4 separate regions of the Mus musculus genome follow, and all the other regions are linked to region 1. Evidence: chromatin contacts called from public promoter capture Hi-C and targeted proximity ligation data. All regions are on one chromosome and are shown on one strand. The core of a region is the stretch at or near the end of the contact, and the rest is flanking DNA. Distances in the headings are between cores, read along the strand shown.

The links. Capture Hi-C pulls out chosen DNA fragments and counts their contacts.
Region 2: a contact with region 1 is called in a promoter capture Hi-C map of adipose tissue, with 2.2 times the contacts expected there. A contact is called at or near these places in 2 of 39 promoter capture datasets (the HPC-7 cell line and pre-B cells) and 1 of 9 other capture datasets (adipose tissue).
Region 3: a promoter capture Hi-C map of adipose tissue shows a contact between it and region 1, with 7 times the contacts expected there. A contact is called at or near these places in 4 of 39 promoter capture datasets (the 3T3-L1 cell line, embryonic stem cells, hippocampal neurons and 1 more), 4 of 484 Hi-C or Micro-C datasets (CD8 T cells, muscle stem cells, natural killer cells and 1 more), 3 of 130 datasets of targeted methods (astrocytes, bone marrow-derived macrophages and pancreatic cancer cells) and 1 of 9 other capture datasets (adipose tissue).
Region 4: a targeted proximity ligation map of pancreatic cancer cells shows a contact between it and region 1. A contact is called at or near these places in 6 of 39 promoter capture datasets (the 3T3-L1 cell line, cranial neural crest, hippocampal neurons and 2 more) and 5 of 130 datasets of targeted methods (the NIH/3T3 cell line, bone marrow-derived macrophages, forebrain and 2 more).

The regions. Positions count from the first base shown.
Region 1 is chr19:38,051,855-38,057,107 of GRCm38.p6, reverse strand. It overlaps Cep55 (centrosomal protein 55), which reads right to left and starts at 2,067. Exons shown (of 10, transcript NM_001164362.2): 1 at 1,791-2,067.
Region 2 is chr19:37,205,387-37,210,639 of GRCm38.p6, reverse strand. Cpeb3 (cytoplasmic polyadenylation element binding protein 3) reads left to right here and starts at 3,169. Exons shown (of 11, transcript NM_001290827.1): 1 at 3,169-3,345. It overlaps Marchf5 (membrane associated ring-CH-type finger 5), which reads right to left and starts at 3,095. Exons shown (of 6, transcript NM_027314.3): 1 at 2,736-3,095. The coding sequence starts at 2,770.
Region 3 is chr19:38,833,886-38,839,138 of GRCm38.p6, reverse strand. Tbc1d12 (TBC1D12: TBC1 domain family, member 12) reads right to left here and starts at 2,560. Exons shown (of 13, transcript NM_145952.4): 1 at 1,693-2,560. The coding sequence starts at 2,432.
Region 4 is chr19:37,512,173-37,517,425 of GRCm38.p6, reverse strand. No RefSeq gene overlaps it. Among named protein-coding and RNA genes, the nearest start is that of Gm32294, 21 kb to the right of the region's middle.

The DNA.
Region 1 (5,253 bases), core at 818-3,317:
TGTCTCAAGGTTCTCTCAGCAGGTAGCAGAGTCTCAGAGAAGAGCATCTGTAGTTGACATAATATAGCCATCTAAGTCGAAGGCTACACCCCAGGTGACCTCATATTCAGTGGCAGCAAAGTCTGAATCAGCCTGCTTCAAGGCTGGGGGAGGCTACAGAACTCTATCTTATTCGTTTTAGAGCGTATGGCAGGAAGAAGTGAGAAAATCCAACACAAGACATTTATAGAAAAAGAGGTGTAATTCTCAGAGATTGGGGGGGGGTGAAAGAAATGAATGGGCAAATGAAGTTAGGCCAAGTTTCACATCTGCTAATAGTACTAGATGAGAGTTTAGAAGCAAATGTAGAATACAAACTCTAGGCAGGCAGATGTGTAGTAAAATACACTGTATATATAAATAATGTAAAAAATAGCTCTCCATTAAGAGATTTAATAAAACCATTTTTCTCATATGTCCTGAGATAAAAATGAAGGCAAGGTGATCATGGAATTGAAAGGAAGATAAGACCTTCCTTCATTCAACTGTTACTACAAAGCTATGGTGATACAGGCTAATAATCCTAGCACTCAGGAAGTAGAGGCAGGATGGGCAGGAGTTCACGGCCAGCCTCATTTGCATAGACTGAAGGCAGCCTAGCTGCACAAAACTGTTTAAACAAATCACAGACTATTACTACAAAGCCTTTTTACCAGGTAACCTAATCGGGACTGGATATAAGCTGGCTAAAGCAACAGAAAGAAGAAGAAACAACATAGAGTCTCGGATGCTAGGAAGCTTTCAGAACAGTGTAGCAGGCAACAGCAATACAACAAAAGAAAAGGAGATTCACATATTCTTAAACTGTAATTAATACTAATAGTCATAAAAGCTACCACTACAAGAAAATCTACTTAGGGCGGTGAGTGTGAGGTTGTCCTGTATAAAATCAGCCTAAAAATAATAGAACTGCATAAACAAACTTGAACGAAATCTGTATTAATGCATTCAACCTGGTTTTGCCCACTATCTTGACAAATACCAAGTAAAATTGCTAGTACAATCTGCCGAGGCAAATGCACAGTTAACGTGTTTTAGGAACCTGCTACCACAAACGTTTCTCCCTGGGCTTCTGCTGACGTCAGAAGGAGGACTTAACAGTTTGAAAATACCCTCAGGACATTTGCATCCTAACTTTTGGAGAGGATTCCTAAAAACTTAGTGTTCTTGACTCTTGTCTAGGCTGACCCAGCACACACTCCTCCTCATCTCAATCCTGCTCTCACCTAGTCTTTCCTTTCCCAGTATTTTCTATTCCAATCGATCATAAAGTTCTTTTTTTTTTTTTTTTAAAGTTCTTCTACTCGGGAACGTCCCTACCCAGTCCTAGTGGAATCTCCTTCAGGATGTGCTCTCTTAAATTTAATATGGGACACAGAACTCACCATACATACACAAGCTAGCAGTCAGTACTATCTGCTCACAACATTTTCTTTTTCAATCAACAACTGTTCAAAAGAACTGTGTTTTGATTTTTTTTTGGGGGGGGGGGCATACAAGAGCTTAAAGGCAGCTGCTTGGAAATCTCTGACTCGACTGAAGGGACCTAAGTCATTCTGGTCAGGAGTCTAAAGAAGCATTTCCGTTCAGTAAATCTCCCAAATCTACGAGGGGTCAGGAAAGAGGCAGGAAAATAAAAAACTGCAAAGAGAAGCGCTTGCTAAGCAAAGGCTGACCGCACTGGAGACCTGAGAGACCTGGCTCAGGTCACTGGCCTCGCGGTAACCTCTCTGTTAAGAAAGTGATAATACCGCCAAGTTCAAAGGAGCCGAAAGGATGGCCTGCGGGCCGGCGGTCGACAGGAACGCAGCGCGGGGTCTCTCAGGGAGCCAGCATGTGTTCCAGCGATTCCAGCCAGGGGAGACGGAGTCCTGCGGCGTGATCTGCTCACCAGCGCTCCTCCCGGGAGGTCTAGTCCTGCCCAGGGGCTAACGAGCCCCGGCTGTCCTCCCCTCCCTCCCCGGCCGAGGCCGGGACCACTCACTACCTGAGACAAACACAGCGCTCGCGTCGCCGCCGCAGACCACTTATCAACCAGGACACCGCTTCCGGGAGTTTGAATCCCGCGGCTGTAGGGCGGGTCACGTCACTGCCGGCTTGGCGAAGGGCGGGGTCTGCAATCAGAGGACGGGCGGGAGAGGGCGGGGTCTGCAATCTGAGGAAAGGCGGGAGAGGGCGGGGCCTGCAATCTGAGTGAAGGCTGGAATCTGAGGATGGAGGAGAGAGGGAGGGCCCAGGAGCCTGAGGGCGGGGCAAAGGCGGAGTCTAGAGCCAGAGGAGGGGCGGGGCAAGGTCTGGAACCCGACGGCAGGCGGGGCGAAGACCGGCTCTGGAATCAGAGGGAGGGGATCGAAACTAGCCGGGCAGACGGGTAGGGGCAGAGTGGGGAAGGTAAGGGCGAGCAAGACATAGAGCCTGACGGGAGCTACAATCCGTGCCGGCCGGGTCAGAGAAGGACCTTGTGAAGATAGAGGGTGTCTGTGGAAACGTGGTGTGAAATGAGGCGGGTGTGATGGTGTGGGTGTGGGTGTGGGTGTGCGGGAGTGTGGGCGTGGTGGAGGCGGAGCCAAGGACAGAGTCGGAGGACCAGTTCAATCTGGGCCTGCTTGCTTTTCTCTGTGTGTTCGGACCCTGCTGTTATCCATAGGACAAGCTCTGTGACCCTCGCCTGGGACTGACTGGTCTATGTTCTTTGGGAACCAATTTCTCTTTGTGAGGTAGAGCACAACCTCCTAGTCTTCCGGGCGGGCCACTCATTTACCCTGTCAAACTCAGGGGCGGAGCAATGGGGAACGAAGCTGTAGGGAGCTGATAAACTCCCAGTTTGAAAACCGAGATTGTGAGCCCCAGCAGCGATTCCAGATTGCTGCCCTACAGGCAGATGTGTCTTTATTGGTCTTTATCGGTCACATCAGGGTCTTGATTAGCGTCTTGAGAACTTGAAGCAAACAATTGCTTATGGCGTGTCGTTCTTAGACTTAGCCTAGGCATACCAGAAGTTTACAGCGAAAAAAATCAGTAGCAAAGCATCCTATGAAGGTAATGTATGTAGTACAAGGGTTAAAATCCTGAATGCCTCTTAATAGATGTGTGGCCTTGAGAACATTTCACTTCCTTGAGCCTCAGTTTCCTGATCTATACCAGGATGCAGATAACCATCTGGTAGTGTGGCTGCGAGGGCTAGAGTTTAACAAATGTAGTTAGGCACTGTTAAGTAAAAGACAACAAATCCATTTGTTACTGAATCTAGTGGATGAGAAACCATGTAAGGAATTTCAGTTTGTTTTATTTGTTTAAAGCAGGAAGATGGCAATCCAAGATACTGGAATTCTCTATTTACACAGTCCTCCCGCCTGAAGTATGAACGGAGAAACAGATGGAGAAAGGAATAGTCTTATTAACCACAAGGTGGCACACTAGAAGGCGGCAAGCAGGCTTTTGCGTTTCAATGTCCATCTTTCCCTTTTGCCCTGTTTTTCAGGGCATGTGGGTGTTTTTTGGGGTATGTGGGCCCCAAACAGGTGGAGCCTGGGTGACCCCGTGTTCCAAAGAGCAGCCTGTTCTGGTGTCCTGGTTCTGCACATCTTACCTTCTTTATGTAGAGCCGTGAGGTGTTCAGTTCAACACTTTTGTGTTGATTAAAATTAAAATGTCTGGTTATTGCTGAGGTCAGCTTTTCTGGCAAGCATCAACTCCAGGAAATTGACCTCTCATAACCTGAGACAAGGGAGGAAGGGGAGGGACTATGTTTTTAGCTAACTTCAATGAGCAGGTGTTCGACAAAAGGTAAATTTCAGTGGGCAGCTAATTCTGGAGAGTGCAGTATGGAATATGCAGAAATGGGGGTATTATGCATGTTTTTATTCCCAAGAAGCAGTTTTGGCTTTCTTCTTATTTGTGTGTTAAAGTGTCATATGGGAGTGATTAGGGGTGGGAGAAAGTTTGTCAACATGAAGTCAGGATGTGAATATTCACTGCCCAGACTATATAAGAAGCAAAATTGGAATCAAGTAGGAGGATCTTATATGCATGCACGATCTCCAACACACACACACACACACACACACACACACACACACACACACACACACACACACACACCAGGGGCAGGGGAGGGTTCCTTAAATAGTAGAGCACAGAGGAAGGGTAGGGAAGTTCACTGCAGTTCTACATCTGCCCTCCAGAACCTTGGTTCTTGTGGAAGCTGCAATGAATAAGGACTAGTAAGGGAGAGGCATAGCCAGGAGGTTCACTGGGAGGCTTGGATTATTTGTAAAAGCCAATGTTGGATCTAGACGTCAGTGTTTGCTCTTTATAGACAGGCACAGTCGTGAAGCTTCAAGCTGCTAGCTGTTTCGATAGCATCTCATGGAGATCTCATTGTCCAGGTGATACTGACAGTTCACTCAGGGATATTCTAGGGTGAGGATTCAAGACTCGTCTTTATTCATGTAAGGAGAAAAACGGGAATGTCTTTATCTTAGCAGGAGAGCTCATTTTCTCCTTAGGAAACAGTGTCAATGGTTTTTAGACTTACTAATTGGAAACCAGGAGGCTGGTGTGATCTAAAGAGTTCTAGCTTCCAAGGGGCCTTTCATGAGTCCACAGGACCCTGCCTGCTAATAGACCTGCATGGCTAATAGAACATTCTGCCATGACGGAAAACTTCCTCTGTTCTGTCCAGTATGGCAGCGCTGGCCACATTTGACTGATGTCTGCTTGAACTGTGGCTGCTGTGAGTGAGAAACTGAGCTCTAAGTTGTACTTAATTTTGCTTTTGAACAGACAGCTAGTTCTGTTAGTAGAAAAACTGTAAGTATATTTGAAAAACTTGGGTAGAGGAGCTCTTGAGAGGGTTCAGTTAGTAAAGGCTCAGGCCACCAAGTCTGACTGACTGAGTTTGACTCTCAGGATCTGCATAGTAGAAAAGAGTACTGACTCCTTAAGTTGTCCCTTAAAACACACACATGCACACACACACACACATACACACTCACTGAATAAATGTGATTTAAAAGGCATACACATATCCTTTGGGTTCTAAAGACTACAACATCTAAATATAGATCAAACACTTCTGATGAAGACTTTGTGTTCAAGTTGAGATCTAATATGCTTTGTATTCTTACATATTAAAAACCATAATATTCTGGGTTGACTAGCTAAAATAAAACATGGAAATCTGTCTTACCTAGTATGTTTATTTTTAAAGGA
Region 2 (5,253 bases), core at 1,920-4,419, 850 kb after region 1:
AGGGTTCCAGTCTCCTTCCTGCATGAAGCTCTTAGCTAATGGGATGGAACTATCATGCAGTATTGAAGAAGTCCTGTAAAAATTACAGAGCCAAACAACCAATCTATTTCCAGTAGAGCTTTTCTTCTGGTTTGTTTTTTATCTTCCACTACAGAACCTATTTTTTGAACTTTGTTTTTATCTATCTTTTTTTTGGACTCCATCTTTCTAGTAATTTCCCCTGACTAGTAAACTAGCATACAGGCACAGTTTCAAGTATCTTCTGCTTATTAAGACCTCTTGAACTTAGAAAAACAAAGTGCTAGTGTTTTCATATATAGTTCCCCTACCCTTCAGGCCAGGATTACAAACATTCTAGGCAGAATGTTCTGAGCCATATTCTCAGACCATTCAATTTTCAACTGAGGAAACCAATTTTTAAAAAGCCGACTCCGTTTTCTTAATGGTAAAGGATAGCTATAGGAAGAAAAAGGACATCACAACAATTTCTTTCCAAGTTCAAGAGGTCCTTTTTTTTTTAAAGATTTATTTATTTATTTAATGTATGTGCTTACACTATAGCTATACAGATGGTTGTGAGCCTTCATGTGGTTGTTGGGAATTGAATTTTTAGGATCTCTGCTTGCTCTGGTCGGCCCCACTTGCTTCGGACCAAAGATTTAGTATTATACATAAGTACACAGTAGCTGACCTCAGACACACCAGTAGAGGGCGTAAGTAGACAAGTAGGGCTACATATACCAGAATCATTATCAGTGTTAAAGTAAGGAATGGGAATGTGGTTCAGTTGTACCAGTGTTTATCTAGCATGCATGGCACTGGATAAACAGAGTATGGCAGAGGCAGGAACAGTTGGATGGGGGCAGAAAGAATGTAAGAGTTGTGAGACGAGGAGCGCTGTGCATTTGGTCTTCTGGCCTTGTGCTTACACACCTACCGTACCTGTGGTTATCTGTGTAAGATCTACACACTATTGCATCAGGGATAGAGGAGGGACTCAAAACTCCAGGCCTACCCTGAACTTTGGATACTGCTACTAGAGGAGGAGGGAGTAAATTTAGTGTTGTGCTAATAACACGCCCATGCTCTTGTAAATAACCTGGACCCATGCTTATGCAAACAATCCTAATTAAATTTAATGGAACACACACACACACACACACACGCACACACACACACAGAAACGAGGGGGTGATGGGACTCGGAATGGGAAAGGACTTGGGAAGAAAACGGTAGGTAGAGGATGGAGGTGAGCTAGGGTGATGGGAGAGGAAACGACTAAGTTATGTACATTCTAAAAAGGATAGCCAGAATTCCCAAGTTTCTGTAAATGTTTCATGAGCACTCACTGGCTTTTATGAAAACCTCTGAAGAATACATGAAAAGCCAAGACAACATCTAGACAGAAGAATTTTTCTAAGTGTCGTCACGGAAAAGTGAAAGTGGGATGTCATCAGAGCAAATGATTAACTACGCAATACAAGGATTGCGTCTCATATAACTGGAATCGATGTGGCAGGCAGTAATCTCTCTGGGCATACTTAGTATGACACATCTAGTCAAGTATGATAAATTATAATGAAAGGAAAACTTGAGAAGTGACCAGACTTCTAGACAACTGGAGAAACGGACAAGTTCATTAGTTGTAGCAGAATAGCTGCTAAGTACCAGAGATTTAGGCTAAATCCTGTCATAAAATATGAGGGTGTAACTTCTTGCCTTCCCTGATGGATCTTTGATGCCCACCTCCCAGCCCCAGTAGTTAATGGCTATAACCTCAATCAAGAGAGGGCCTTCATTTAATAAGTTTCAAAGCTGAATCTTAAGTGCATTGAGAGCATCACCTGCTGAAGTGGGTGGCCAGTTAGTCTATTTAGAGTTGCAAGCAACCTCAAACATTATGAATTAGATCGACCAATTGGTCAGAACAGCAAGCAGCTGCCTTGGTGAAAAGGTGGATTTAATTTAGTTTCCAAAAACTCACTGGCTGGAATTTAAACGGCAGAGGGCAGTGCTGTAGACTTTCTCAAAGAGTTTTAGTGGCTGGAGACCCCAGGAATGGGCAACTGGTCCCAGTACAAGCCCAAACGTGTCTGGGAACTTAGCGATCGTCAAGTGTGCTACGTGTTCAATGTTGCATGCTTGTGGCTGTTTTCCATAACCTCTACTCTAGTGTGACCGACCGTTAAGGCTCCCTTGTGGATATTCTGACCTTACGGTTTGGGGGTAGGGATGGGATTGGGGGAGGGTGGTGGGGGAGTTGGAAAGAGAAACGAAACCCAGGCTTTAAAAGAAGGAATGCCTATCCTTGCATTGTGAAAGTGCAAGGGACCAGTCTCCAGAATGACAATCGGGTACTTCCCAGTGGCGTCGCTGTCAACCCCTTTACTACATTGTCCGGGGAGGAGGGGGAGAAATAGAAACTAATACTATGGGTTAACAATAGCGCCTCTTCACCTCAAAAAACAAAACAAAACAACAACCAAAAAAAAAAAACCCAAACAGGCTGGCGGCCAAAGTAGACCTCCCTCCTTTAACTAAGTTTCAAAGTCTACGACCCTGACCTCTCGCCCGCTCTTCTCCCCAGTGCCACCTCCAAACTCAGAGCCCTTTTCCCGGCCTCCGGGCCGTGGAACTCTCGGCGGACGCCAGGATCCCCGCTCTCGGGGCCTCGAGGCCAGCATGGGCAGGCCCAGGACGAAGGCCGGCAGTTCCCGGCCCCACGTTGCTCCTACCTGTCCAGCATCTGTTGAAGGGCTTGGTCCGGCATCTTCCGCGGAGCCGGCGAGCTCGGCCCTCGCCCGCAGCCCCGCTCAGGGCCAGGCCCCGGGACAATAGCACTGAGAGGCGGCGGAGTAGGCCTCAGTCCCGCGGCGGCCGCGGACCCGCCACACAGCCTCCCGGCGTGGCTCCCAGAGGCCCGCGGTGGCGCTGCGCGGCCGGCGGGCGACCGCAGAGGGCGGCGGGGAGTGAGGAGGAGGAGCCTGGGGCCGGGAGGCGGCGGTCGCGGCCCGGGTTCCTGCCGGTCCGCCCAGGGTTCCGGTCCATGGACCGCCGGGGCGCCGAGCTGCTGCCGGCGGAGGAGCTACCTCTGTGAGGTAAGAGTCGCCGCCTCCGTGCGCGCCGGGGTCACGACGCAGGGGCGGCTCGGAGCAGCCTGGGAGATGTAGTCCTCGGACCGTCCCCGCTAGAGGCTGCACAGCCCGCCGGGACCCCCGCCGCCGTGCCCGCCGCCGCCGGGCCGGCGCCCTCCCGTTTCCTTCCTCCAGGGGGAAAAAAAAATGTCCTTCGGGCCGCTGTCCGGGAAGCGGCAGCATGTGGCGCTCCGCTGTCAGTAGCAACAAGGTCAGCGCCCCTTCTCCGCGTCTTGTCCCCTCAGCTCTCGCGCTCAGGTGGGACAGAGCCAGGTGAGGGGTGGCGGCGTGGAGGGCCAGTTTCTGGGCCGGGTCAAGTACGCCGGGCCGCGGCGGCGCGAGGCCGGGCGCTCGGGTCAGCCTCGGCCGCGTCAGAGCCCATCTTCGGGGAGGGACAAGTGGCTTAGTGCGGGGCTGCTCTGGAGGGGCGTGTGGGTAACCCGACTGTTCGCACCGGCGCCTCTGTGTGTGTGTTGGGGACATAGGAGAGCATGGGGGGTGGGACGCGAGCAACCACTTTGCCTGTCCAGGAACCTTCTCGGTTCTGGTGCTGTCGCCCAGCCTTCGAGGGCTTGCGGGCAGCCTCCAAAGGGGACACGCTGCTGAATAAACAGCCCTTGCTTGCTCAGCTGTGGGTTGTCAGGAGTGTTTGTTTCTTTCCGCAGCTGGTCACCGTTAACCATTCCTAAGGCTCCTTGACACTTCTAAGCAGGTGGATCCCGGCCGAGGGATCAAAAAGGGAAGAAGTGACAAATCACGCCTCTGTCTTCTCTGACGCCGGAAGGGATAGCTTTGGAGGGGGGAAACGAGCTGTTGTTGACTTAAACCGATGCGTAATTTGGACGACCTGTGGCATTGTTTAGCGCTGTGATTGGTGGGATGTTTTGCTAGTTTTCCGTTGGTTGTGCCTACGGTTTTTTGGTTTTTTGTTTTTTTTTTTTAAACTTCTACAAAACGTTTGCTATTTCTTTAAATGAAAATGTTTCTTTAAATTTGAGCCTGGAGTGGTTTCTCAGGCCTATAATTCCAGACTTGGAAGACTGAGACAGAAGGATTACCTGGTCTGTATAATGAATTCCAGAGTAGCCTAGGCTAAATAAATAAATAAATAAATAATCAATCAATCAATTAATCAAGGATATGGTAGGCGTCCAATCCCGTAACCCCAGCACAGGAGAGGAGGAGGCAGAAGGATTAGGAGTTCAAGGTCAACCTCTAACTCTAATTAGTTTGACTCTGTCTCAAAAGGACAAACAAAAAGCTGCATAGGCATGGCCAGCAGATCTGGGAGGGTCTTCACAAATTCAAAATCAGTTCGGGTTACAGAGAGAGACCCTATCCCACAACAGTAACCATCAAAGCTACTTTTGTTTGTTTGAGTTTTTCCTTGGCAAGGACTATGTATCTGCAACACAGGGATGACTGGACTTGGAGATCCTCCTATCTAGAGCTCCCCATATCTGGAATTATATAGGCATGGCCCACCACACCCAGAACCGAAAGGCTTTCAAAATTATTGCTTAAGGTAGTTTGTTTTTTTTTTTTTTTTTTTTTTTTTTTTTACAATCAGCTCTTACCTGTGTAAATCTATTTTTGTACTAGTGCGTCCATGGTCAGGATATATAAATAAAATACATAAATTTATTCGACCTCCAATTTCTGAAATATGCATTTTTATGTTTGTTTATTTATTTTGAGACACGTTCTCACCGTGCAGCCCTGGAATTCACTAGGTACACTAGGCTGAGCTTGAACTCAGAACTTTGCCTCCCTCTGTCTCCTGTGCTTAAAGGCTTGTACCAACAAACAAGGCTACTTTTATTATTTTTTGTGGGGGTACACGTATGTGGGCAGAAGTCTAAGGTCAGCTTTGGGTAGATTCATTTATTGTTCTCCAGACTGGGTTTCTCAAAGAACCCAGAGCTTGTTGGTTACCTAAACCAGCTGGCCAGAGATCTGCCTACCCTTGTCCTCCCTGGGGCTAGGATTGTAGATGCCACAGGTACACCTGGCCTTTGTGTGAGTACTAGGGGCTGGAATTTGGGTCTTTATGCTTAGGTTACAAGTACTTTGTATCTAGAGCCTTGTACTGGCTAGTTTTGTGTCAATTTGACACAGC
Region 3 (5,253 bases), core at 1,311-3,810, 780 kb before region 1:
CAAGTTGGAGATATTTGATTTGCCACGCAATAAACCACCACCAACAACAACCCAGAGTCAAAATCTACCTGACAAGACACTTGCTTTTCAGGAATGTGCAGTGTTCTGCCACCACTTCCCTATCCCTATGAAGCCAGAAGAGCCTCCATCTGGAATCTGCAAAGTCCAGCATCATAATATAACTTTCAAGAATGTTAAATCACAGATAAAACATCACTAAAAATTAAAGTTACCCCAGCAATGTAGAGGGGCTGAGGAAAATCCCAACTGAGGTAGGGTAGGAGGGGGTTTGAAGGCCAGCTTCAACTACATAGCAGGCCCTTCTTGATGGGATATGAGGGAGAATGAAGTCTCTCCAGGTAATTACAGTGTTCCAGCAATCCATACCCATAAAATACATGCTCCCAAACATAAAAACTCACATAAAAGTGAGTCAAACCTCACCCCCAACACACACACACACACACACACAGAGAGAGAGAGAGAGAGAGAGAGAGAGAGAGAGAGAGAGAGAGAGAGAAGAGAGAGAGAGAGGAGAGACCACATGATGTTGCTGAGGATGTAACTCCATAGGTAGGCTACTTGCCTTGTGTCCCTGAGTTCAATTAACAATGGGGGTTGGGGGTTGGGGGTAGGGAAGTTCATGAAGAGAGATAAAGCCTATCTGAGATAAGTAGAAGAGGATTTCCTAATTTCCTAGAGAGCTATAGTAATCTGAGCTAAAAGACTGGGATCTTATTCTAAGCACTAAACTGCCAGTTTCGTTCTGTTTCGCTTTGTTTAGAAACAAGATCGTGCTATGTAACCCTGGCTGGTCTGCTAGTAGATCTACTAATAGCTGTGTAGTCCAGGCTGCCCCTGAACTCATGGCAATCTTCCTGCCTCATCCTTCTATAGGAGTACCGGCATTAAAAGTGTGTACTCCCGACAAGGAATGAGCTTTAGTAAAAGCAACGGAAACAAATACTATGAAAAAAATATCATTTCTGAGCCCAGCATGGCGGCATATGCCTTTAATGTCAGCACTTGGGAAACAGAAACAAGCGGATCTCTGTGAGTTCGAGATCAGCCGACAAAAATCAAAAAAGAAAAAGAAAAAAAAAATCATTTCTGAATTTAAGAATCCCCAAACTAAGCCCGCAAAATAGCAAAGACATTTTCCACTAGACTTGACTTGAGTTGAATCCCCCCTATCCAGAGAATGGGAGAGGAAGAGCCCAAAGATTGTTTGATCTCCACGCAAGGATACATGTGCGCACACACATTAACACAAAATAAGTGTGCAGTTAAATTATTTTTTTTTTTAAAAAAAAACCTCGAATCCCCAAACTAATGGAACGGGCTTAGACTCCAAGCAAATAAACTTCACAGACTTCTACACCACACACTGCCGCCCGCCCAGTCCAAATCCTAGTAATACAATTACAAAAAAATAATAGGGCAGTGGTTATCTGATGTTCCAGATGAAGAAACTGAATGTGTAGTATTGGGAGGCTGGTCAGACCTGGAAGCACAACGCTTCCTGGGGACGGAGTAACACCAATCCTGGCTCCAGGCCCGGAGCTCACAAAGCCATCCGGTCCCCCTACCCTAGCGACAGATCAAAGCTGAGTCCCGACGTTCCTGTTCCGTACGCTGGAAGGCAGCCCGTTCCCGGCCCCGCCCAAGCCCCTCGCGCGGCCAGTGTGATACCTGGCGAAGAAATCCGCGAAGCCACCGCTCCGTCGAGCCCGAGCCGTGGTGCCCCCGGGACCCTGCTCTGCCGCTGGCAAGGGTGCGGACGGCCCCGCTGAGGGCAGGAGGTCGCCGGCGCTCTGACGGCGGCTCACCTCGAACGTGTTCCGAGAGCCGAAGCGGGCGTCGGGGAGGCCGAGGCTGGGCTCCGCGCTCTCGACGGCCCTCCCGGCAGGGGTGGCGGCTGCGGGGTCCGGGTCGTCCGTGTCCCCGGCCGCCAGGCAGCAGCTCCGCAGCGGGTCCTCGAGCGGCGCGGCCCAGTCGTCCAGGCCACCCGCACCGTCCACGCCCTCGTCCGCGGGCTCCAGCAGGCAGGGACGGCCGCAGGTTCGGCGGCGACGTGCCTCCTCTGGGCCGCGACGGTCCTGGCGCAGCAAAAAGCCCGAGTCTCCGTTGGTCATGCCTGAGCCGCGCGCCGCGGGGACTGCTGCCGCCGCCGCCTCCTCCGCCTCCGCCTCCGCCCCGCCGAGCCCGGGCTTCAGCGGGCCCGCGGCCGCCGCGAGGTACCGCTGCAGGAGCTGCCGCGGCGGCGGCGCCTCCTCCTCTCCAGCCTCCTCCGGCGGCTCCGCGGCGACAGCGCCTCCGCTAAAGCCGCTGGTGGCCGGGACGGTCTTCCCGTCCTGACCCATGGGCCCCGGGACTGGGAGCAGCTCGGCGTTCCTTCCCGAGCAGGCTCCGGCATCCTCGGGACCCATCATCTGAGGCGGCGGAGGAGGACTGCCCTGCGTGCAGGGTTCGCGGCCACGGCCGCCGCGACGTCCCCGGACCCACCCCTCCCACCCGGCGGCCGGGGCAGTTGCCGGAGGCCGGGCACGCGCTGGGATCGCGCACGCGCACCAGCGGGGCCGGGCCTGCCCGCGACCCGGCGCGTCCCCGAACCATAGAGACGGCAGCTAGAGCGACCCGGGAGGACAATCTGAGATCCTCCACCCGGGTGACAGTGCTTAGCCTAAGGGAGGGCAAGGCTCACTTCGCATAAACCATATCACTTGACGGCGATTTGTTTGTGAGAGGAAACTAAGGAAGTTAGTTTAAGTGCTCCTGTCTTGACAGTTTTTACCTTCTCTAACAGCAGTGAAGAACTCCTGGAACCGTTCAGGGCTTCGTTGTCCACATGACAGCCCCTTACCTATCTTTTCCACTTAGTCTTCCATGTTTACCAAAGTCTGATCTCCTAACACTTTTTAACACGTTGGTTGTTGGTTGTCGTGTCACCTGGGTACGGAAATGAAATGGAGCCAGGGCGAGAAGGACTGTTTGGCTCAGTGGTTAAGATTGCCGACTGCTCTTTCAAAGGTCCTGAGTTCAAATCCCAGCAACCACATGCTGGCTCACAACCATCTGTAACGAAATCTGATGCTCTCTTCTAGAGTGTCTGAAGACAGCTACAGTGTACTTACATATAATAAATAAATATTAAAAAAAATAACTGCAGCAACCTGTGGTAATGGATTAAGATATAATGACCGTTTAGTGGAAATAAAATGTATTTAATGTGTGAATCGCAAGACATAATAACTAGCCACAGGAGTGATAGGAGAGCAGCCAGGAATAACAAGGCTATGAGATTGCTGTGGTGTGAAGAAACAGGAAACTGGATTGGGGAAAGACATTGGAATTAACTAACATAGTGAGAGTTATAAACTTGGGTTAAAGTTCTGGTTTGGTCGAAGGGGCCATTTATGTAAGCCACAAAGGGGGTCGGGGGATATCAAGTGACTCTACCTCCATAGAAGAATGAGCATAGGGCAGAGACCCAATAGTGTTGGTATTTCAGAAGAGATGAAGTTGTTGTAAAAGGCCCAAATAGACATTGTTGTAGTAGGATAATGCAGTAACTAGAGACCATTCATTCTACAAATGCCTCTGAAAGCAAGTATAGAAATAGAATGGAATACTTAGCAAAACAAAGCAGTAAAAGCGTTTATTATCAAGATCTTTTGAAAGGTGGAAGATAGCTCAGTTGGTCACGTTGTCATGCAAGCATGAGGACCTTTCCTGTATCGCAGCACTCACATAAAAAGCCACTTTGTAGAATGCCCTTGTACAGCTAACATTGGAGAGGCAGTCCCTGGGATGCTCTGGTAACCGGCCTGGCTAAGGCAGCTGGCCTTAGATCTTATTAAGAGGTCATGTCTCAGACAATAAGATGGGCAGTCCCAAAGGAGTAACAGCTGAGTTGAACTCTCTCCTCCCTAAATATGAGTGTATACTTACCTCATACATAGGAACACACACACCTGAACATACATACACAAAACATCTTTCAAAAGGAAAAACCAAAGAATGTGTATAAACCAGAAAGAGAGAGAGAGAGAGAGAGAGAGAGAGAGTAGATAGATCCTGTATTAGTTACAGGGACAGTACCCAGAATACATACAGAAATAAGCCAGTGTGGTAGAAAGCATCTGTAATTACAGAACTCTCTAGGGTGAAGCAAAAGAGAATCTCAAGTTCAAGACCAGCCTGGGCTACATAGCAAATCTGAGGATAGCATGAGCTACACAGCAAACTTTTATCTCAAGAAAAAAATTGTAATTCAATATTTTAAAAGACAACTTGACTAGGTGGTGGTAGTGCACGACTTTAATGTCAGCACTCAGGTGATATAGGCAGGTTTCTGATTTCAAGGCCAGCCTCATTTACACAATGAGTTCCAGGACAGCCAGGGCTACACAGAGAGACCCTGTCTCAAAAAACTAAAAACATCAGTTAATCAATCAATCAATCAAAAGACAAGGAGGCCAAGATAGGAGGCTTGGTTTTAACACATAGTGACTTCCAGTGAGTCATTCTGCTCAAAAACAGGGAAGGGAGAGTGTAAAAATTTCAATATATGTGTTTTTCTCGAGATGATATGTTAAATGGAATATCAATAAGCATATAAGTTATTTGGGAGTAACAAATCAAAACTATGAGATAGCACTTTTCACTCACTAATAAAAAAAAGAGAAAGGAAGGGAGGGAGATAGGAAGGGGGTGACAAATGTGTCAATTCCAGCACTCTGGAGGCTTCTGCAAAAGAATCAGAATTCCAGGCTGCTCTGGGCTACACAGCAAAACTCTGACTCAAAATAACTAAACTTAAAAAAACAAACAAACAAAAAAAAAAAAACAAAAAAACTTTCTGCCTTATCTGGTAAGTAACATTTTATAGAGTTTAACAAAGAAATGTCTCCTTATAAGATACATTATATCCTTTGTGCCTTTGTGTGGTCCCTCTTAACTGGATTATTTTGCTGTGCCTGCAGTCAAGAAGAGTATAAAGGCCTCAAAATCTTTACACCCTTCTTTAAAATGCATTGTTCTTGGTAGTGTTGTTAATTACTATTGTTTTGATGGTCTGTAATGAAGCTTGGACAGGTGGTGCTTTCTTTTACCTACTGGACCATTTTATGGACCCTTCATACATTTTCTTGATAGTTCTGGAGCTATACTGGATTTCAAAAGAGCATCTTAACTATGAGCATCTACAGGCCCTTAGAGCAATGTTTCTTAAACATTTAGGATTAAACACAC
Region 4 (5,253 bases), core at 1,181-3,680, 540 kb after region 1:
GGGGCCGTGATTGGACAGGAATAGCATCTAATTATGAAAGCCAAGGAGAGAAGATACTGGAGGCAGAGATGAGGTATGGGAGAAAGCTGAAAAGGTAGATTGCAAAAGAAGGCAGACAATGGAGAACTGAGATGAGCCACTCCTGTCACCCCAGGAAGTCCATGGTGGCTTCAATACTTAGTAACCATCCATCCCTTCCACTGGACACTTGGAAAAAGTTTAAGCAGCCCTGCTCTATGTAAGTGCTGTAATAAGTAGCCAGTCCTAAAAATATAGATTTCGGGAAAGTGCATACATTTTAATGGGGTATTAGAATCATTCCAGTGCTATGATTTCAGGTCCCACAATGCCGTTGTCCCATCTGAAGCTGCTATTACCCAACTTTGATAAAAATGTCCTCCCCCCCACCCAGATCACAACAGCCTGAAAATGCCATTAACACTACATTCTTTGGGCTGGAGAAATGGCTCAGTGGTTAGGGGCACTATCCGGTCTTCCAGAGGATCCGAGTTCAATTCCCAGCACCCACATGGCAGCTCACAACTGTCTGTAGCTCCAGTTCCAGGCTATCTTATACAGCTCACATAGACATACGTACAAGCAAAACATTGATGCACATAAAAATAGATAGGTAGGTAGATAGATAGATAGATAGATAGATAGATAGATAGATAGACAGATAGATCTAAAAAAAAATCCATTTTTTTCTAACTTTGTATTTGTCTGGGAGTGGACTTCCTACCAAAACAGCCTATCACCAACGGTTCAATGCAGTGCCAACAAGAGGGGCCACCTGTTGTCTGTTAGGATGGATACTAAAGATACTAGCAAAAACATATAAAAAGCATTATTCTCACAAATTGTTATTTTGGAAAATATATCTATTTTATATTATATTATTATCTATTTTATTTATATCTGTGTTAACATGTAATAATCTTATTGTTACTATTTTAAAACACAGTACATAATACTTTTAAATGAAATGAATTATAATAAATATTTTTAAGTTCTAGATAATATTTTAAAAATAAAATACAGTTTCTGAGCCCACTCACTCCCCTGCCTCAGTCGTCACTACCAAAGATCCGGGTAGGATTTGGTAGCGCTAGAAAGTGTTTGTTTTATTTCAATTTCTTGGTATTACCACGATGGAGTTCTCAGACTGTACTTGGCTCAGACTATGCCGTCTCATGTAGCCCAAGCTGGCCTCAAACTCACTGTATAGCCAAGGATGATTTAAGCTCCTGATCTTCCTTCTGCCCCATCTGCTTGGATTACGGGCTACCATGGCCAGTTTACACGGTACTGGGAATCAAAATCCCAGCTTTGTGCATGCAATGAAAGTCCTTTACAAACCGAGTTTCCTCACCAGCCCTCAGAACTCACTTTGATAGGAGCTTTCTATTCCTGCAGTCCCTACCACATCCTGGATTATAAACGGAAAAGAGAAAGAGAAATGCATTGCTTTAGGGCCTGGGAGGGGGGAGTCCCACTGGTGTCTTATTTTCCCCTGGATACCACCTCTCAGAGCCAGTCGTTCAGCCTCACCAGAAATAAATGCTGTGAGTTTATCCCCCACAGTGTCAAGGTCTCCCCACCTGTCTTGAAGCCTCCATTCTGGCCAATACATTTACCTATGTTTAGAGTCCATGTTTCCTTTGATGAAGCTTTTCCCATTAGGGTCATTTATCAAAGGATTTATGACCCTCAAGGTAAAGTTCTCTGCAACAGGGCCTGAAGGATGATCCCCACACATTAAGAGCACTTCAGGTGCATTAATGTCCCCAGCCCCTGGATTTATTGCAACACAGTAAAGTCTCTCTTCAGAAAGCACACTCTTAGTCCCATTTATCCAGCAGCCGTTTCTAGAAAGAGATTAGGAGTCAAATGATTTGGGGGGGGCGGGCAGTCAAAGAATGCCATCTTTCTAATTAGTGTGTTAAACACAGGAACACCTAATACAAATATTTGGCTATGTGGTCAAGCAGTGACTCTCAGGTCACCAGCAGAACTTTACAGGGGACCCTGAGGGCCCTGCACAATCATCTTCTTGGTTATGACTTCTCAATTGCTCTTCATTGCCAGCACACTGCACTCGGACATAAAGAAAAATCTGCTGAACTAGGGCACTGCCCTGGCTAAAGTGTTTACTCTCTCCTTGAAATGAATAGTGGTCCTGGAAGCCTTTCTGTTTCGTTGGCGGGAGCAGCTTTGCATAAGGTTAGCCCTCCTAACATAGCCTAATGACTCACTGATTTAAAATGCATCCTGGGTAGGTGCCAGGCTTGTGTGGTCACCATGAGAGAGGAAGAAGGGGAAACCTATTTAAAAGTATCTTAGGATAGAAGGATGCCACACCCCCTACTTGGTTACAGTGTAGATTCTGCATATAGTTTTACTAAATGTAGCGGTGGAGAAGATGTTAGTCATGCTTTCTGCTCTGCTGGAGCCCTGGCTCACAAGTAAGACGCAGTGTTTCACTCCATGGGGCTCTGGTGTGCTGGGGTTGCTTCTGGGCGGAAATGAAAGGCAGTTGTGCAGTGATATGAGAAAAATCCTCGCGGCCTGGACTGGTCACAGAGGGCAGAAGCAGCAGAGATGGAAAATATAAATTCTAGGCTCAGTGCCAAGCCTAGTTAGTGGTGCACACCTGTAATTCCAGCGTTCAGGAGGTCAACCTGGGTGACAGAATGAGACCTTCTTTTAAAAAGTAAAACAAACAAACAAATGCTAATTGTTTAATTTAAAAAGCCTTATGAATAAGATTTGGGGGAAGTGCGTTTCACTTCCTATCACTCTTAAGTGGACTCGCACCTTTTCTGTAAGATTTTACTCAGGACTGTCTGTAAATGCTATATTAAGTAAACTCTGAAATGCCTCCGTTTTACAATGCTTTCTCTCATTATCACCCCACTAAACTGCTGTTCCACCTGCACAATAGCTGAATGAGAGGACTTTGTAAAACCTTCTAGAATAATCCTCAGACATCATAAGCTTCAATTCATCTTGGTATGCCCAGAGCCTAATCCCATGTATGGCCTATAGTACATATTCATTAAATTTATTTTTAATTTTATTTATCAGTGTGCCTCTGTGCATCTGTGTGTGTGTGTGTGTGTGTGTGTGTGTGTGTGTGTGTGTGTGTGTGTGTGTGTGTTCTGGCTTGCAGGTGCCATGGTGTTCATGCAGAAGTCAGAAGTCAGTTTAATTCCTCTACCACAGGATGTGGGATTTGAACTTGTGTCTTTAAGCTTGTACAGCATGCACTTTTACTCACTGAGCTATCTCAATGGCCCAGGTAATGAATGCATTCAATGATTTTTTTAAATGCATGGACAGAGAGAATAGACAATTATCAATTTAATATATGTTTTAAAGTATAGATCTTCCTTACAAGTATTGAGACGATTTTTACTGTCATTAATGGATACATTGGCCTAAATACGAGTAGGATCCCCCAAAGACTTTAAAAGTTTGATGGCCAGGTATCCTAGTTAGCTTTAACTGTCAACTTAATATAACCTAGCATCCCCTGAGAAGAAAGTCTCAACTGAAGGATTGCACAGAGCAGATTGGTCTGTTGAGTGAGGGGGTTGTCTTGATCGTCAGTTGATGCAGAAAGTCCCAGCCCACTGTAGGCAGTACCATTCCCTAGGTAGGTGGTCCTGGGCTGTATAAGGAAGCTGGCTGAGCCAATGCCTGAGCAGACCACCAAGCACCATTCTTACATGGTTTCTGATGTACCTACTTGGATGTGAGTTCTCAGATCATAGATTTTGCTGTGTGAAACAGTAAAACACTTCTTGTTCCTGCCCTGTCATCCTTCAGTAGTGGACTGTGACCTCAAACTAGAAGCCAAATTAACACTTTGCTACCCAAGTTGGTTTTGGTCAGAGTGTTTTATCACAGCAACACAAATGAAACAACAGAGCAATGTTACTGGGGCATGCTATGGACTTTTAAGAGGTGGAGCTTACTACAAAGACCTCCGCTGATAAAGGCTTGTCCCTAAAGGGGATTATGGAACTCTGGCATTCCTCCTCTTTGCTGCCTAGCTCCTGACTTGGGTAGTTTCTTTTACACTTCTGTAGCATGTAGCTTCCAGAGGCAGGAGTGCAACTGGCAGCCCTATGTTGAGATCTAGTCTCTGGATCATGCATGGATAAAAATAACCTTTTATCTAAATTAAAATAATTTAATTTTAGTACAGTGGTCCAGAGTGGACTAACACAGTGGATATGAGCTATCAGCTTTCCCCTGAGGCGGTCTGAAGTGCTGAGCAATTCTGCAGCATGAAGTACAGCCAGAAACAATAATGATGATAATAATAGTATCAATCATATAATTATAAAAATTAATAAAATTATTATTTTCCCTCTCTCATCTCATTCTTATGTAGCCCAGGCTGGGCCTCGAACTCACTCTCTGCCCAGTTTATGCAATGCAGGGGGCTGGATGCAGGGCTTCAACTCTGCTAGGCAAGCAGCAAGCACTCTACCACGGGAGCTACATCTCCACCCCTGTGTCAGGGATGCTCATTCTTTTCCTACTCCGCCTCCACTCTAGGTCCAACCCCTTGTAAAGCCAATGTGTCCCCTAGCAAAGAATACTTGGGACACTTTGCTTTGAGAACTGCTGGGGATTTGGTGTGGATCAGAGGACATCGAGAGGCAGGCTGTTTAAACCGCTTGTTTAATTTTCCAAACTCTGCCAGGTATGCCATCTCCTTCCTAAAAATTATATAATTTCCACCATTACAAAAAAAGACTTCCTTCGACTGTTTTCTCACAGTAATGGTCTTAAATAAATAAATAAATAAATAAATAAACATCCTAAATTTTCATTAATGGTTAAATAGACTAAGGACAGCCTTAAAAAAAATAAGGCTGGTAAATCTGTCCATGAAGTCATAATTTGGCAGATTGAAACAAGAAAGGTAGATAGAAAGAAATATATGTCACATTGTTGTTGTTGTTGTTGTTGTTGTTTCTGCACTACTGGGAATGGAACCCACAACCTTAAGTATGTAAGGTAAACTCTCTCTCTCTCACTGAGCTACATCTCCAGCCCTTACTTTGCTGGGTTTGAAACATCAAATTTGCCTTTCTGGATATGGATAGTCTTATACATATAAAAGCAGGGAACCAGATCTCAGGACATGACAATGATAGCAGTAGCTGCTTCTAGGGGGAGAGTAAGGCAAGGTGGTTGGTTGTCTTAGTTAGGGGTTGTACTGCTGAGAACAGACAC